3 separate regions of the Zea mays genome follow, and regions 1 and 3 are each linked to region 2. A link is a contact called in public Hi-C data. All regions are on one chromosome and are shown on one strand. Each heading gives the region's core, a stretch centred on a gene start, on an enhancer-like site or on the middle of the called end of the contact. The rest is flanking DNA. Distances are from core to core; before and after follow the strand shown.

Region 1 (3,053 bases), core at 316-2,815, 280 kb after region 2:
AAGGTGGGAGTTCATGTGAAGTGTAAGGCTTACCAAAGAGGATGGTTAGAGCTGAGCATTGCTTTTAAAGTTGGTCAAAATTTTATTAGCAGTTACTAAGTATAAGTAAATACCAACCCAATTAAATAGTAGAACAAAAGTAACAACATCACCTGCGATGCAATGCATATGACAAATTGAATTTAGTTCCATAAATTAATCATGTGAGTGTCCGAGCTGCTCATGACCGTGAGCACGGCTAGTATACCAGTTTTACACTCTGCAGAGGTTGCGCATCTTTACCCACAAGTCATGTTACCCATCTGCCAAGGGATCGCGACTTCCCATACACCTCTACCGAGGAGGCGAGGTAGGGTAACACTACGAGGCCTTTACAAAGTTCCACTAGCTTCAGAAAACCCGCTACAGTTTATAGGAAGCTCCAATGCAGGGTTCTTGCCTGACCGCCATCGCAGCAAAATCAACCAAGGACCTCCCTACATTGACCACTCCCCTACTGCCCTTGCCCCTTTCGGGTAAGGTAGTCTTCCGCTAGCTTTCCTAATTAGTTAGCCAAGGGCGTCCATAAACCCTTGTGGTAGCACTGTTTTCCCGGGTGGTTCTCCATGTTCCAATTAACATAATGATCTTATCATGAACAGTAAATAATAACTGATAATAAAAGATAATCGTGAATAAAATGTATCTCTATACCCAAAACCACATAAAGCAATAGCAGGTACTACCCAAAAATCCAGTGAACAAGGTATAAAGATAGTCAAACTAGGGTAACCTATTGGGTCCCATCAAAATTAACCTATGCAGATCATTATGATTAATTAGAACATGACTGGGTAAAAAGAAGTGATCAAGGGCACAACTTGCCTGGGACTTGAGATTCCAGGTACCAACTTGCTCTTCAGGTGACTCGTAACCTCACGCTAGTCGTCGCAATACAAACATACATGGTATAGACAAAATTAACATCACACCAAACATAAGAACAAACTGCATAATATTAATCTACGCGTCGCTACGAGATCGTGGGAACAAGAATCGCTAAATTCGGAGTTACAGTTAAGAAGTTATGGTTTTATAAAGATTTAAGTGTTGGACACAAAAGAAATTAAGTGCATAAATTATACCCATGTTTCATAATAAAATAAGGTTACCAGATGATAAACAATATTATTATGAATTTATAGCAACTGCAATAAATTAATTCAGAGCTAAGATGAATTAAATATGAATTAAATAAGATTCTAGGTTTATTTTTATGCTAAAAATCCTTTTTCTAAATAAATTCTAAATTCCTCATGACCGCTGGACTGGGGACACTATTCTCCAGAAGCCCGAGGCTTAATTTGCAAATAACAGGGCCCTAGTCGAAATACTTATACACTGTCGTGGATTGTGGGTTGATTTGTGAATATTTCAGGGCCTCATATGCAAAACGCCTAGGCCGAAAAGGTACGGGCAACGCTGGCCGCGCGATCAAGGCTGAACGCGTGAGATTAGATCTAGCCTATTCCGAACCGGTACGCAATCCGGACTGTCCGATCCCGATCGGACGGTCATGATTTTAAAACGGCGCCAAAGCATAACCCGTGCAGGATTAGAATCGGATGACCGTGATCAATCCCACCGAAGCGGTATCCCTAGGGGCATGTCCGAGCCGTTATACTAAAATCCGACGGCGCAGCGCTCGTCCTCCACCCCGCATCCCCCAACACCGAACAGGAACGGCGCCAGAGTAACCCCGCGGTGGAGCTTCGCCGCCGGTGAAATTCGTTCTCCGCACAAGTGATCAAAACGCACTGGGAGGAGTGCCAAAACACGATTCAGGGTCTAACGCACTCGAATACAGCCTACTTACCAGGGATTACGGCGACGCGACTTCGGTCCCCGACAAGGAACACCCCGCGGCGGCCAAATCTTCTCCTCTCTTCTTCTCTTCGACGGTGGTGTTCCTACGCACAGGAGCTGGGTATGACTACGGTCACAAGCGACCAGAGATTTATAGAGGAGGGAGGCCAGGGGCACAAGCCGAGTCCGCGCGTATGAGAAACACGGACGGGATCGGATCTTGCCGCGCGCAGAGTTCGGCGGATTTCTGTTTCCGCCCGACGAATTTTCAGGCGGCGGGCACAGCTAGCAACGTCCCAGGCGAGCCAAGAGCAGCGGATTACGCGCGCGACCTTTCCCCGGAAATCCCGGCGTGAGCTCCGTCCTATTGGTCTCGGCGGCCGTGTGATTCGCACCGCTGTTGTATACAGGAGAAGATGATCCTGCCGGAGCTTGACGGGGAGGGGCTTGGGTGGCGAGCACACGGAATAGCCAGAGTAATCGAGCAGCAGATATCTCGGCGGGTAGTTGCAACGACTCCAAAGATTGCTGGGATCTTCAACGAACTGGAAACAAAGAGCCTGTATATGCGACTCCACCTATCAACGAAACCAGGCACGAATAGGTTCACTGAGGCACTGGCCAGGGGGCCCGTTTTGCAGCGACACGGCTGAGTGCACAAATGCTAGTCGGATCCATACCAGCGATACGTGGGAGAGCTAGCTAGATGACATCATTGCTTATGTCAGGATGACTTATGTTGCGGCAAGATGAATAAATAATTGAGGCAAAACTAGTGTGGCTATGCGGTTGGGTTTATGTCACGTGGGCCATGCGGGAGAGTAATTTAGCCCAGCCGTTGGCACCCAAGTGCTTATGGGTAGGCAAGCTGTGTGCACACGCGTCTGGGCCAAGCAGTGGAGAAGCCAGCCCAGGCGGGGGTTTAGCTCTTTTCTTTTATTTTCAAACTTCGAATTTCAAATCGAATTCTAATAAAGTTTGAATTCCAAGTTTAATTAGAATGCACAATCAAAGAGAATCTCAACATACAACGTAGAGTTATATACCTATATATTTTAGTCCTTTTATTCATTTAGGCAAATACGGCTCCATTGATAACTCGTGAAAGAATAATATGCTCAAACAAACAAAATATATGTCGTTCTATTATTTCTTACTTGAGTTTTTAAAATAGATTTTAGATTTTTTGAATCTCTTCTAAATCTCAA
Region 2 (3,381 bases), core at 767-3,266:
TTTTAATATGATGCAGAAGCTACACTACTAGTGTTAAACATCACAACAAATAAATAACGACACTGAAGAAATCAGTGATAGCATTGTAGCAGCAAGACAAAAAATTGTTTAAAGAACAGTATTTTCAAATAACCATCAGTATAAACTAACTTCAATGTTGCCAACATCAGTAGATTATAGTCAATTTGTACTGATGGTTATCTGAAAATACTTTTCTCCAAAAAAAATGTCTTGCTGGCTTGCTGCTACTGTGCTTCACTGATTTCTTCAATTCAATGTGTTCTTATTTATTTGTTGTGATGTTTAGCACTGTTTTATGGAAGCTTAGTAGCCTCTAAAAGGACAAGCCTAACACAGTGGTGAGAATCCTTTCCACTGAGCCAAAGTGGGTTCGACGCAACCTCTGTGCAAAAATGCAGGGTTGGCTTGCCTTGGTTGTTCCTTCCCCAGATTCCACTCATTTAGGAGCACTGGATGTCCTTAGTAGCCTCTAAAATGTGGATGGAGCTAGCTGAAGTGTTTAAACACAAGGTATGTGACTTTAAATCAGATGCAAAATGTTGGATCTGTGAGAAGAGGCATGGGTGTGTTAGCGTTTATCTCCGCAGCGATGTGGGGCCTTTGGAAGCTCAGAGATTCTGTGTTTTCAGGATGGCAGATGGTGTGGTATGCAGAAGTTGTAGTGATTCATCTTCTCTTTGCTCAAGTCTTAGGAGTAACTGTGCTCCACTCGCCACCTACAGCAGTTCAAAGCTGTGGATGGTGCATGATCAATTATGAGGAACCAATCTGAGCATGGATGATATTTGATTTTCCTACCATGATTTACTTTGCATAGCCTTGGACGTGGTGTCCTGTGTGACATGTGTTATGTTCCTTTTGTTTCCAAACTTTGAAACTCCGATGGGTGTTTATGGTAGGGGTGTCAGATGTGGCCGTTGATCTCTGGTATGTAACAAACCTGAACCATCACTATGGTCCTGAATGAAATGCTGATGGACCAGGGTAATCTGCTGGAATTGCAAAAAACTTCAATGTTGACATCAAATCAAATGACTGTTGTTGCTTGAAATCTATAATTAAGCATAGTATATGAACAAATTTGCTTCTAGACAAACAACAAAAACATACTAGAATAAACCAAATGAGGGACATCTTTTCCTGGCACAACATATCCCAACCCGCAGTGAGAAGCAACGTAAAATTATCCCTAATAAACTTGCACTAAAAATACAAGCACTACATTCAGTGAATTCCATCACATATTATACTACCATCAGTTACCATTACCAATCCCAGCAGCACTAGCTCTCAGACCAGCACACAACAAAATTCACCAAACTGTGTCCCAACTCTTCCTCAAAATAAACCACCTCCGTGCACAATGGCATCTCCGGTATAGCATTTCACGCAGTTACTGCAACTAAGATATCGAGACACTCAGTGAGACTGCAAAAACCGGAGTTCCACACAGAGAAATAGAGAATTCCGCTGAAAACCCACGAAAAATCGCATCCTTTCGCCACTAGCACTCGCAAGACGCGACCTTCGACACTGAAAATGGCGTTATAGAGCAAGATCTAGGAGATGTCTGACCTGCTCGTTCGCGATCAATCATGGCCGTGGGCGATCCCGCGGCGCTGCACCATCCGGATCAGAGCGCCCCCACACCACACGACCTGATCTCCGGGGGAAGAAAAAAGAAAAACCCAACAAAAGGGAGCATGACAAAAGCAACAGATCAGCACAGATCGAGCAGTAGAGGGGTTCGGCGGCAGGAGATCGAGCGTGAGATAGGGCCGGGCGGTCGGCGGACGTACATGTGACAGCGAGAGCCGGAAGGAGGAGGGGACGGAGGAACAGAGCGGCGCGGCCACCACGCGATGACGAACCCCTCCTGCTCCTGCTTCCCCTTCCCTTCTCTACTCACAAAGCCGCACGGAGACGGGATCGGGTGCGCACGCCGAACAGCGCGAATGGTGGTGATCCAATGGCTGGCTGACACGCGTGGTTTCTCTTACTTCTGGTGGCGGTTACCGGCGGTGGCGCGGAGAGAGGAACCGGTGTTTAATAGAGACGGCGACCAACGGGCCTCTGCGTTATCTTTTTTATTTGAGGTTTCCCAAACAACCATAGACTTTGTCCAGCTTTTACAATCTAGACCACCCTAAATTCTATAATCTACGAAACTGACCCAATTAAACTTTTTTCAACTTCTAGACATCCAAAGACAAATATGTCCCTCACTATTTCTCTCTCCACTAAGGAAACGTTTCTTTGGGATTATAATAATCTAACTTATTTTGAACTAACATATAGTTTAAAATAAGTTAGATTATATAATCTAGATAGATTAGAGCAACTCCAGTAATTCCCTAAAATACTCGCTAAATCTCTATTATCTATTAAGCCAATAACGTAGACCACATCCGTGCCCCCCGCCTGCCCCGCGCCATGCCCACACGCCCGTCCCCTCGAATGCCGCCCTGCACCTGCCCCGCGATGCAATCCCCACCCCCGGCGCCCACCCATCGCACACGCCTGCTACGTAGCCATGAGGAGAGTGAGGGAGGCATCAGGGAGCAGGGAGCGATGGCAGGGTGAGAGATCGACGGCCACGACGGCGGGGCGGGGACCAACATCGTCTTCACGCTCCCGCTCGCCTTCCTCCTCATACTCCTCTTCAGCGATGGCCACCACCTCACCACCATTGCTGTTGTAGGAAGCGAAGGTGGATCCGGTCTCGTCTGCCCCCACCCCCGTCCCCATCTTGGTTGCATTTCCGTAATGGCGTTGGGCTCCTCTCGCTCCAAAATCGACCAGGTAAGCCCTAACCCTAGCACCAGGCTGCATTCCCCTCCCTACATCCGAGCCCTACTCCTCCCTGTGGTCTTCCCCACCGTAGTTCTTCTCGGACAAGAAGCGGTGGCCCTTATCGTGCAAGGACGACCCGCTGCGACTCGGGTCGCATACTCACATCATAGCCCCGACGGCGTTGAGGGGTCCATTGACGGGCACCTCGTCCGGTCTCCTTCTACATGTGCCATGGTGGCGGCCTTGATGTCTCCAACAGCCTCGCTAAGAGGTGAGGATGCAGGCACCAGGCGGAGTGTGTCAGCCACAATGGGCGTTGATGCTGCTACCTCTACTCTGGTGCTGCCGACGATGGGGGGTGACGTGGCGGTTTGGACCACAGGTGTTGGGGACTTGTTCTCAAATGCTTCAAGAACAAGGCAACATAGAAAATGTTAATCGGTTAAGTCCTTCGTCCTACGAAGCATTATTTCCCTTGGGATATAATGATTTTCGGACGAAGGTCACAAAGGGCGAACCTTTATAAATGCATTACATATTGACGAAGAATGAATTACAAGAAACATA
Region 3 (3,486 bases), core at 863-3,362, 430 kb after region 2:
GCTTAATAGAATCACTCAATGATTAGCGTAGGTGCTTTGCAAAATGCTTAGGTTAGTTAGACCGCATTGGCGCTTGCTCTAGGTGAATCCTAATTAGTTGAGTGAGTTTAGAAAAATCACACAACCCCTCGGCTCTTGCGTGAGCTGTTGTAATTGTACTGAGTGGGGCGAGAGTCTTGCGAGACCATGACAACCGAGTTTGTGTCACAGCCGCCACCGTGTACCGGAGGGAATGAGGCTCACGACATTTCGGCCGGAAGCTCGTTAGTGGAGACGGCGGCGAGCGTCCGAGAGGAGCCGAAAGCGGAGCACCATTTGTGCGTGGAGAAGGCCCGCAGCTCTCTACGGAGTTACTCGACCAAGGTGCTTGGTCCCCGCGTGGGCTTTCCTTTGCGTAGGGGCACCAATGAGGATTAGTCGGAACCTTGCATGGTTCTGAATACCTCGGTAAAAATACTGACGTCATCCACGAGAGTTTGCATCTCTACCTTGTTCTTTAGCTTCCGCATTTACATTAAGCATTTAAGTTTCAATCTTGTCTTTATACTTAGATTGTTTAGGATTGAAACTTAGTCATTGCGGTAGAGATAGCAACACTTAGACAAAACCTAGTTTGCACATTATAGATTGTTTATTTGCATAGGTTTTGCTCTAGGGATTTATTTGTGGCCTAGTTTAGAGAAAGTTTTATAAGTCCTAATTCACCCCCCTCTTAGGCGTCACCTATAGGGATCAACAAGTATCAAGCAAAGTTCAAGAACGAAGAATAGTCCACGAAATAGGTGAAGCCGACCGAGGCAAAGCCGAGAGTAGATGATACTTCAAAGAGCGGCACCACTCCAGAGAAAGTTGATACTTCGAAAGCTAAAATTACCCCTGAGAAATCCAAGGGTAAAGAAGAGGAACGAGCTAAAAACTTCGAAGAGGAGATGACTGCACCAGCCAAAGAGCTATCCATTGGGCCACCTGGATATATTATTCGACATGCCCCAGGAAAAGAACTATCGGCTGAATAGATTGCCGAAGCATAAAACTATGCCGAAACGCTTAGATATCCATTGGGTTCACTTGTTTATGGCGGAAACGATGAAGACGACTACCCCTATTGTCTTCCAGATAGTAGAGAAATTGATGTATGTTGCATCATGATGGATAATAACGGATATCCGAAGCTTAAATGTGGGCTATCTGTAATGACGAAAGAAAACCTTGCAGATTGCTTGGCCTACAATAGCCTAATACTTTGAGCCAGCACATTTTATGGTGTAATTTTTATTTGATTTTCATTGTGTTGTACATGGACTTATTTTAAGCAAGGCCTTGAAAGCGCAGAAGGATGTCGAAGAAGCAAGTGCCCAAATGGTAATAAACAATTTGCGATCTGAAGTTATCGATCTTCGGCATAATGTTGAAGAAAAAGAAACAATGTTAAATAATTTAACTAAGGGTCTTATTGAAAGTTGAGGAAAATGGTAGTAAAATTTGAAGGCTAGAGTCAAAAAAAACCTTTAAAGCGTAAGGCGTATTAAGGAGCTTAAGGCTCAAATAAAAAAGAAGTCTGCGCATAAAGCCGAAATGGCTATGCCGAAGGGAAAGCTTGAAGCTATGAATGAAAATTTTAAATTAGAAAAGGAGAAGAAATATGGGGTTTAAAGCCAATAATCATGCCTCCAATACACTTCGCGGTGTGGTAGACGGGCAGTAGTAGGGCTGGAAACGAGCCTCGGCTCGGTGCCTGAACGAGTTCGGCTCGTCTATTCCACGAGCTGGCGAAAGAGACTCGGCTCGGCTCGGCTCGACCTTGGCTCGCGAGCCGGCTCGCGAGCCATATTTTGATACTTTTCGTTGCATTATTTGGTGAATTAACATTATATAAATTTGAAATATAGAATCATTATTCTACATTATGAGTAAATTAAATTATAACTTGTAATATATTCATCATCAAAGACTAAAAAATGTGCAATTATCCATAAAATTATCTAATATTTATTATTATTCCATAAATTGACTATTTTTGTAAAGCTCGCGAGTCGGCTCGGCTCGGCTCGCTGCAAAAACGAGCTCGAAGAAAGGACTCGGCTTGGCTCGTTCGAGGCTCGCGAGCCTTCCAGCCGCCACATTAGCGCCCAAAGCACCCTCCGGCAGTCCGGCACAACCGCAGAAATATTTCCGGTCCTCCCCATTCTCAGCCGCCCGCTAGGGTTTTAGTGTTTTAGCCTCCTGCGTCCCTCCCCTGTTCCCTCAACGCTTCTCTCCTCCACCTCTTCTCGACAGCCGCTGCCACCCGGAACCTTCTCGCAGCGACGCTATGTGGGCTCTCCGCCGAGCTGGTAACCCCCTCAGGTAGTGATCCTCCCGAACGCTGGTTGTCCGATTAGATATCCTGTTGTCACCTTCACTCCCTCCTGCATCCGTCGTGTTAGCAGTCTATTTGATCCGCGTAGGCCTGCTTATTATCTATGCTTATTGCGTCACAGCGCCAAGTAGGTCCGTTCCTTTTTTATTATCTTTTGCTCCCCGAAATGTGTGATCCCCTGTTAGTAGGTCGCGATTGCTTGGAAACACATGGGTACAACATTATGAGCGGATAAAGTTTAAATGTGTGCCGATTTCAGGATAACTGTATCTATGTACCCCCTCCATTCTTTTTTATTTGTGGCATTTTAGTTCAAAAATGAACTACCGGCCGACAAATATTCGTGAACAGAGAGGTAGTATTTGCCAAGGTAAAGAGTAAATCATCAGCATCTGATACGGTCTCTTCTCTTTTTTTTGTCTATATATATCTCGAGATTAGCTATTACAAGATCGCCAGATGTTTTTTTTAATATAGAGCACTTTCACATACTTGTTTGCTCAATTTCACATTCAATTGCATGTTCGGCTTTCATGTTTTTCATTAGCACACATGTGAATGCATGCTCAGGATGGCCCTCCTATGCCATGTTGTGCATGCAATATATTATAATAATTGTTTGCATCTTTGACTAACTACTTGATTCTGATTCAGGTTCCATGCCCAAAAAGTTGTGAGTCCCCGTGGTTGTGCGAGCCTTGAGGTGCTGCTAACTGCTGATGCAAAAAATGTTGAAGAACACCATGAGGCAGACTGTCAGAAAGTGTGCTACTGTCATAAGCCAAAGCCACCATCCTTCTTATTGTCATTTTCATCTGGCCAATTTGCTTGGAGTAGGGGTTTCTCCTCTCAGCCAGGTGCAAATTCTAGTGACAAGGATGATGAGTTAGAGGATGTATTTTCTGATCTCAATGTTCCACCAGAAGCTGGTAAAAAGGATGCTGGGTTGACATCTGAAGATACTTCTGATGAGGATGCCACTGATGAAATTGGCTTGCCTAGTATGGATGCTGATGCAAAACCTGAGACGGAGCACATTAAAAGGACTTTTGGTTCCACCCTTCTCAAGACTGTGTTGGAAGCTCCAAGGCATCAAGTCACTTCAGCGCTTGAGAAATGGGCAAAGG

Evidence for each region. Hi-C and Micro-C count contacts between places; a contact is called where the count stands out from the background.
Region 1: a Hi-C map of ear shows a contact between it and region 2, with 2.9 times the contacts expected there. The contact joins the enhancer-like site here to the promoter of LOC100280343 in region 2. A contact is called at or near these places in 4 of 25 Hi-C or Micro-C datasets (ear, endosperm, leaf and 1 more).
Region 3: a Hi-C map of leaf mesophyll shows a contact between it and region 2, with 4 times the contacts expected there. The contact joins the promoter of LOC103650031 here to the promoter of LOC100280343 in region 2. A contact is called at or near these places in 9 of 25 Hi-C or Micro-C datasets (ear, endosperm, leaf and 3 more) and 1 of 3 datasets of contacts at active chromatin or transcription factors (leaf).

The regions. Positions count from the first base shown.
Region 1 is chr3:45,974,021-45,977,073 of Zm-B73-REFERENCE-NAM-5.0, forward strand. No RefSeq gene overlaps it. Among protein-coding and RNA genes, the nearest start is that of LOC103650031, 150 kb to the right of the region's middle. Within about 2 kb of position 1,566, at least 15 of the 20 cell types and tissues checked have an H3K27ac peak or open chromatin away from gene starts, as enhancers often do. A contact at or near this core is called in ear, leaf and tassel, where this site is marked.
Region 2 is chr3:45,695,399-45,698,779 of Zm-B73-REFERENCE-NAM-5.0, forward strand. LOC100280343 reads right to left here and starts at 2,017. Exons shown (of 5, transcript NM_001153269.2): 1 at 1,821-2,017; 2 at 1,597-1,679. The coding sequence starts at 1,618.
Region 3 is chr3:46,121,018-46,124,503 of Zm-B73-REFERENCE-NAM-5.0, forward strand. It overlaps LOC103650031 (pentatricopeptide repeat-containing protein At1g80270, mitochondrial), which reads left to right and starts at 2,113. Exons shown (of 3, transcript XM_008675701.4): 1 at 2,113-2,346; 2 at 3,014-3,486. The coding sequence starts at 2,312.